Linked DNA regions of Mus musculus: region 2 is linked to region 1. A link is a contact called in public Hi-C data. All regions are on one chromosome and are shown on one strand. Each heading gives the region's core, a stretch centred on a gene start, on an enhancer-like site or on the middle of the called end of the contact. The rest is flanking DNA. Distances are from core to core; before and after follow the strand shown. Region 1 has its middle 15 kb from the start of Gm36443. Region 2 has its middle 22 kb from the start of Gm36603.

The links. A called contact is a pair of places that touch in the nucleus more often than the background predicts.
Region 2: a Hi-C map of cerebral cortex shows a contact between it and region 1, with 4 times the contacts expected there. The contact joins two enhancer-like sites. A contact is called at or near these places in 6 of 484 Hi-C or Micro-C datasets (bone marrow-derived macrophages, cerebral cortex, nephron progenitors and 2 more) and 10 of 115 datasets of contacts at active chromatin or transcription factors (the 230-238 cell line, bone marrow-derived macrophages, craniofacial prominence and 6 more).

Annotation. Positions count from the first base shown.
Region 1 is chr3:130,817,010-130,820,321 of GRCm38.p6, forward strand. No RefSeq gene overlaps it. Among named protein-coding and RNA genes, the nearest start is that of Gm36443, 15 kb to the left of the region's middle. Within about 2 kb of position 1,887, at least 91 of the 459 cell types and tissues checked have an H3K27ac peak or open chromatin away from gene starts, as enhancers often do. A contact at or near this core is called in cerebral cortex and forebrain, where this site is marked.
Region 2 is chr3:131,084,162-131,087,579 of GRCm38.p6, forward strand. No RefSeq gene overlaps it. Among named protein-coding and RNA genes, the nearest start is that of Gm36603, 22 kb to the right of the region's middle. Within about 2 kb of position 1,295, at least 120 of the 459 cell types and tissues checked have an H3K27ac peak or open chromatin away from gene starts, as enhancers often do. A contact at or near this core is called in cerebral cortex and forebrain, where this site is marked.

The sequences.
Region 1 (3,312 bases), core at 637-3,136:
TGTTACCAAGGCCACCCAGTTAAGTGTCCCAAATTTTTACTCCTTTTTTTGCTGCACTCCTTTTTTTTTTTTTTTTTTTTTTTTTTTTTTTTTTTTTTTGCTGAGGATACCAAAACCACCTTCAAGATGATAACGCCTGGGTCCTCCCACATTGTCTTGTTCCTTCAGAAGACAGAGGTCACTCCCACTGACAGTTCACATTTCCATCCATAGAACGTGTCTATTCTCCTTTCCAGCCAAACCATGTGCTTTAATGCTGAACAAAAGCTAAAGGAGGCTTCCACAGACTTTAATGGGTCCATGATCCCAGTGTTGGGGAGGCTGAGGCAGCGGGATTATGAATTCAAGCTCAGACTGAGCTACAAAATAAAACAAAACAACAACAGAAACAAACAACCCCCCCCCAAAGAATATACAAGGGGAAGGTAGAAAATTATTGAAAACTTGGTGTTAATAAATATTAATAAAAACATACTATTGACTTGGACTTTTTGATGTTTCTACTATTTATTAGCTTGAAAAAAATGATTCTTAAATATTTAGCTTCTCACCTGATTGTGTTATTTTATGTCCTGTTTCAATTCTTTGTTTATTGTTTGCTTTTGAGACACAGTCTTGTCTTGTAGCTATGCTGGCCTTGGACTTGGTTCTTCCTTCCTGTGCCACGCATATAAGCATACGGCACCATATCTGATGCACACAGCATCATATCTGATGCATACAGCAACATATCTGATGCATACAGCATCATATCTGATGTTGTGTCTTGCTTTGACTGGAGGGCTCATGAGTGACGCACACCAGACTCCACAGGCTGGGAGCCAACCCTGGGAAGTAGGGTCACAGTCAGTCATGACCATGGTGTATTGATGGTGTATTTGACCCAGGATCTAGGCTGAAAGCAGCCATGTAGAAGTACTGTTAACTCTCAGGAGCCTCTTGCCATCCTAGAACTGGATTAGAATGTTCTGGATAATGAAGAAGCTAGCTCGCTTCTCAGCTCCTATCAGCTGTCGTTCTGTGGGTAAGTTTAAAGGTAGACTGTCCAGTTAGCATTTATCTATACTTGGTAAAAGGTAGCTACTTGTATATTATAAATTAGTCATGAAGTTAAACTGTCATCACGGTGTTGTAAGAGCAGGCCACATGGTGCCTGCTTGGGTTGTTGTACCAGTAGAGCTGAGCCTTCACTATTCCTTATTTTTTGTGGGTGCCAATAGTTTCTCATGGCACAGTTGAGCCTGATGACTTTGTTTAGAAATTAAAAAAAAAATTCATAGTTAACTCCAGAGATATATGAGTCTCATTTTCTTCAGTATTTTTTTAAATTAAAATTTTTAAAAATTAGAATGAAATGATCTTTAAAAATAATGTGTGTGTGTGTGTGAGAGAGAGAGAGAGAGACAGAGAGAGAGAGAGAGAGAGAGAGAGAGAGAGACAGAGAGAGAGTGTGTGTGTGAATGGAGGTCAGAGGACAACTTGTGGAAGTCAGTTCTCTCCGTCCATCATGTGGATTCTAGAGATTGAACTACAGTTGTCAGGGCTGGCAGCAAGCATCTAATTAGGCATATCCCCTGTGAGCATTTCCTAGCGCTGCTTGCTTTGATAATATTAAAACCATCTGCCTTCATTGCCTACAGGTCCGGGGATTAAGGGGTAAGATATCCCAGTACAGAGACAAAGGAAGGATTTATTAAATAGTAAGGTGAGATATTTGTTGTGTATAATTCAAAATATACGTGTGTGTGTGCAGTACACACAAGGTGAAGAGCGCCAGGATGGAGGAAAACAGCCTTTGGATTTTACGAAGTCCTCTGGGAGCTCTCGTTCCAAAAGTCGAACTAGCAGCCGCCACTAGATGGTGCTAAGCAGCAGGGAGGCGCGGCTTGGCGCCTTTCGGCTCCCCTCCCCCACCGCGGAACCTGCATCGCTTGCTTGATTCCTTGCTCTGTGTGCTTGATGCTCTGAGAACGATTGTCCAGGAATGTCTAATAATAACAAAAGCCCGTTTAAACATTAGACAAACACGAGCCTAGGTGGGTAAACATCGTCAGTGGCCCTCTCCTTTGTCTGTCAGTAAAAGGAGTGAGGCTCAGTAGCCTAAAATGTAAACTGGTGGGTGAGTTTCCGAGTACTCAGTTCAGTACTAAGGAACTCTTTGAAATACGCGGATTGTCTGTTCCAGGTGAAGAGGGTGGGGGTTGGGGGCGAAGCGGTCTTGAAGGGGAGAAATTTGAATTACCTTTGGCAGCATGGCGCACGCCCGTGGGTTAGAGTTGGAGGCTGTTGGATTTGAACTTGGGAATTTATAAGAGTCGGAAACTGGAGTTGTCTGTGCAGAGCTCATAGATTGCTACTCCTAACAACAGGTGGCACCTGTGACACGAGACAAGTCTTTGCCTTTTCTTTCTGCTTAAGACCTTTTGGACTCTTTAACACAGGGTGCCTGCTCTTGCCTGAACTATCTAAATGCATCCTGTCAAACCAGGAGTCTGCTCTTCATTGCTGTTCTAGATTTCAGGCCAGGCAAAAACATGGCGTGGCGGGGTGGAGGAGGGGAGCGAAGGAAACCTTTAGGAGCAAAGTCAACTTTGTATCCACTTCCTCACTGGGGGGGAAAAAAGCATGAAGCGTTTGATTAATGTAGATACATAGATGTTCATTTAGACACAACCTGTGGGTGGGTGGGGGTGGAATCCACTAAGGTGTTTACAAATTTTAACTTCAAACTGAAGAGATTACTGTAGATGCTACTGCCAAACCAACCAGAGCAGAATTTCTTGAGATTATGTATCTATGACCCCCCCCCTTTTTTTTTCCTGCGTAGAATTAGGCTGGCGGGACACTTCCTATTGATGCCTACAGGGGACAAACTGTACTGCAGCAGTTTGCAATGGAAGATTGTTTATGTGCCATGCGATCTGAGAGGCGCGATTGTGAATGGGGGAAGCAAAGGGAATTGGAGTGTATAAATTGCCAGAAATCAGGGTAAATCATTCGGAGGAAGTGCTCAAAAACAAGACGAAAAACCCAGAGGGGTCTTCAGGAAAAGGAGACCACGGTCAGGAGCAGCAGAGACACGCATGCGTGGATGTGTTTGTTTGTTTTTTGTTTTTTCTATTTCTAGGCAACTGTAGAGGGAAGGTGAGCTGTGTTTCTGGGGGGAGGGCCAGGAGAGTGGGAACAGACTGGGGGCGAGGGGAGAGGAGGGACACGCCAAACTTAACGTCTGTAGTAAAAGTCAGAGAATTGTTCTGGTTCGTTTTCACACAGGGCCATGCTGAGTGAGCACCCAGGAGGCATCAGAGCTGG
Region 2 (3,418 bases), core at 45-2,544, 270 kb after region 1:
GTAGGGGACAGTGCTACAAACACACAGAACACAGTGGCTCCATACTGACCGGCAGTGAAAGGCAGCTCTAGACTACATTTAAAACAGAAAGGCAAACAATAGAGGTTGGAGTGGTGGCTCAGCTATTAAGAAAGTTGCTACAGCCCCAGGGGATCCAATGCCCTTTTGTGTGTGTGTGTGTGTGTGTGTGTGTGCATACGCACAGAAAAATACACATACATACCCATAAATGCAAAAATGTATGTGTGTGAATATGTCTGTGCTCTATGTGTGTGTGTCTATGTGTGTGTGTTCCTTTGGGTGTCTGTGTGTGTCTGTGTGTATGTCTGTATATGCCTCTGTGTGTGTTCGTGTTATGTGTTTATAATTGGATATAAAACCTGTTTAGGGATACTTCCTGGGGAAAAAGATACAGAATGAGACTCAGTGAGAATTTGGTCTTATTTATACAGAGAAATGAACTTTAATTTCATTTGAAATGAAGAAACTAAACAACGTTAATTTTAAGGAACTCGATCAAAAGCTACCCAAACTCATTTCTGGGAGGAGAAAGACTTGAAAACAAATAGAGCCACCTGGGTCTGTAGGCCCTTAGCTGTGATCCTAGGCAGTCTCCGCCCGCCCGCTAGGAAAACATTGTGTTAAACCCCCAAAGCCTCCCAGCTCTGTTGTTAAGGTAATTGTGTTTACTGTTTTCCAAACAAAGTAATTTGGATCAGAAAAGTAAATGTGCTCTGTCTTCAGGTTCTTTGATGTCATCTTCGTCCTTGCTGGAGCGCGGGTGCTGACCCACAGCTCCATAGCCGGGCCGCCCTGGGCGGGACACACAGATTCTATAAGCATTACCATAGCTACGCCACTCCGCCTGGGATAATGATGTAAACCAAATAAGCTATAAGGAAAATCAAATTGGAAATGAAACGGTGGACCCTAGGAAACACAGGCTGTTTTTGCTGTTTCGTTTTTTCCTTTGAACGCGTGTGTGGCAATGGCTTGGAGCGTGGTGAAATTGCAGGACGATTTTTAGTGTGGGTGAAATCTTCCCCGAAAATAACATCTGATAGCGGCGAGAGGTACGTCTGAGACTTCGAGAGCCGGGCTCTGACCCTCTAAGCCTATCAGATGATTTCCCTCCCTCATGACCCCTGCTCAACCTCGTATCAGCTCTAAATGTGATTTGGGGGGTTTTAGGTTCCTAAGACTTGGAAACTGGTAACTGCTTAGTCATTCCGCCAGATCTCCAGGCAAAGGGCTGAGCCGCCGGCTGCATTAGTTGAACGTTCTGAGTCATCCTTCCGCGGCCCTCCAGAGAGTGGGTCACCTACCATCTCTGCTGCCCCCAAGCCACCCACAGTCATCCCTTTCTAGTGATGTCACCTAAAGCTAACTCCCTTCTACCAGCCCCCACCTCCCGTCCTTTCGAGCTTCTCTTTCCACCCTGTTTTTCCTTGTAATGATAAATTTGTATATGGAAATTATTTTAAGAAGAAAAGAAAATTAGAAAAAAAAAAAAAGGTTAAAAAGGAATTTGCTAAATTAGCCTTTGCTCATTTCATACCCAAAGCCTAAGCTTCCATAACGGTGTCTAAGTCCTTGGTGACTTTTTCTTTTTCTTTTCTTTTTCTTTTTTCTTTTTTTCCCTCTCCCATTACTGTGTGTACTTGCTATAAAAACATTCCTTTAGACTTTAGAAATTCTAAATAAAACAAGAACAAAAGAGTGCTCCTTCTTTTTAACTCCCCACCCAAATGTTACCATTGTAAATCAAGGTAGCCAAGTAAATTAACCGCTGGCATTTAAATGCTTGCTGTCCCAAATATTTATTCCTTCCCACTCCCCCAAATTTGTTTTATATAAAACAATGATCATAAAAACAATAAATATTCATTCTTTGTCTACTTAAATTTTTAGATCAAAGCACTGTGTGGCCCAAATCCTGAACAGGATTTGGCAACAGGAAGCCGTCCACTTCCCCACAGCAACCTGACCAAATTTGGTCTCCGTTTATCTCTACCCGCTGGCAGTGCGGACGTGCTGAGCGCCGCACGTGTGTGGGGCACACTTCACCCCTGGGGTGGCAGGAGAATTGGGATTGGAACACATGTGGTACCCAACAGACCTGAGTTTGAATCAAAGTGCTGTCACCGATGGTCACCTGCTCTTAGAAGCTACAATTCAGTTTAGTCTTGAGTATGAGAAAGAAGTGTCCACTTCAGGGGGGATTCAAGGATGGTGGGACGGCCTGGGCCTCTATAGGCATCAGGGGTGCTATCTGGGAGGTTTCTGGGATGTGGGGTCCCAGGTGCAAGTAAGAGGTCACAGGAAGGGCCGTACTTAGGGGTCATACCTAGACAATCTCCTCTTCTACATGGTCCATCCACCATGATCTTCTGGTTTACCATAGGTCCAGAATCAATGGAGCCAAAGAAGGTAGATGGGGGCCCCCTGAAACTGGGAGCAAAATAAACCATTTTTCCTTATAAGTGGTCTACTCTGACGCTCTGGTCTCACACACACACACACACACACACACACACACACACACAGAGAGAGAGAGAGAGAAAAGTAACCGAATCTTACGCACAAGACTCCCTGGTGTGTGTGTGTGTGTGTGTGTGTGTGTGTGTGTGTTTGCTTCCTTCAGCTAGAATGTGAACTTCTCCCAGGAAAACCCAGGTCTTACACTCTCTGTAGCTCTGTAGCCCTCAGGTGGTTCCACGCATGCTTCCAGTAAACTTTTTGAGTCAAGTACACCGAATCTCACACTTTTCGGGAACTCACAAAACTGCTACTGTGCCCCGACCCTTGTTCCCCAGCAAGAAGTAACTAGGCCTTACTTTCCCCACTATATAACTACTTCTCCTTAGCATCATTCAGACTGTCCTCCATAGTTGGTATTCATCAGATCTCACACACACAAAAAACGTGAGCATACCCAGGTGCTCGCACGTGCGTGTGTGCACACACACATACATACATACACACACACACACACAGTGCCCAGTCTTAGAGTACCATTGGCTGGTGAGAAATTTCTGGCAGGGAATTGTGAACACAATCTTGGCCTGGACAGGATTTCCAGAGTCTAGAGCTGAGGAGAGAGATGTCGCTTAAAGAAGATGAGGAGGAGAGAAGTGAGCAGGACTAAGACGCTTCCGGGCATGATGGAAGAGTAACCTGACGATGGAATAGGGCTGGATGGACAGACAGACAGAGGACACACAGAAGGGCAAATGTCTTAGACACCGTGCTGGTGACAGGGAGGCTTACTCAAAGGAAAGAGGCTTTGCTGGAGGTTGCCATCAAATCGAGAGCTACCCCAGACTGAGCTTCATGTGTCGTTTGTATTTATGATTTATGTATAATAATAATATGTACATTATTATGTCAAAACTGGAAGGAGACATAACACGGTGGC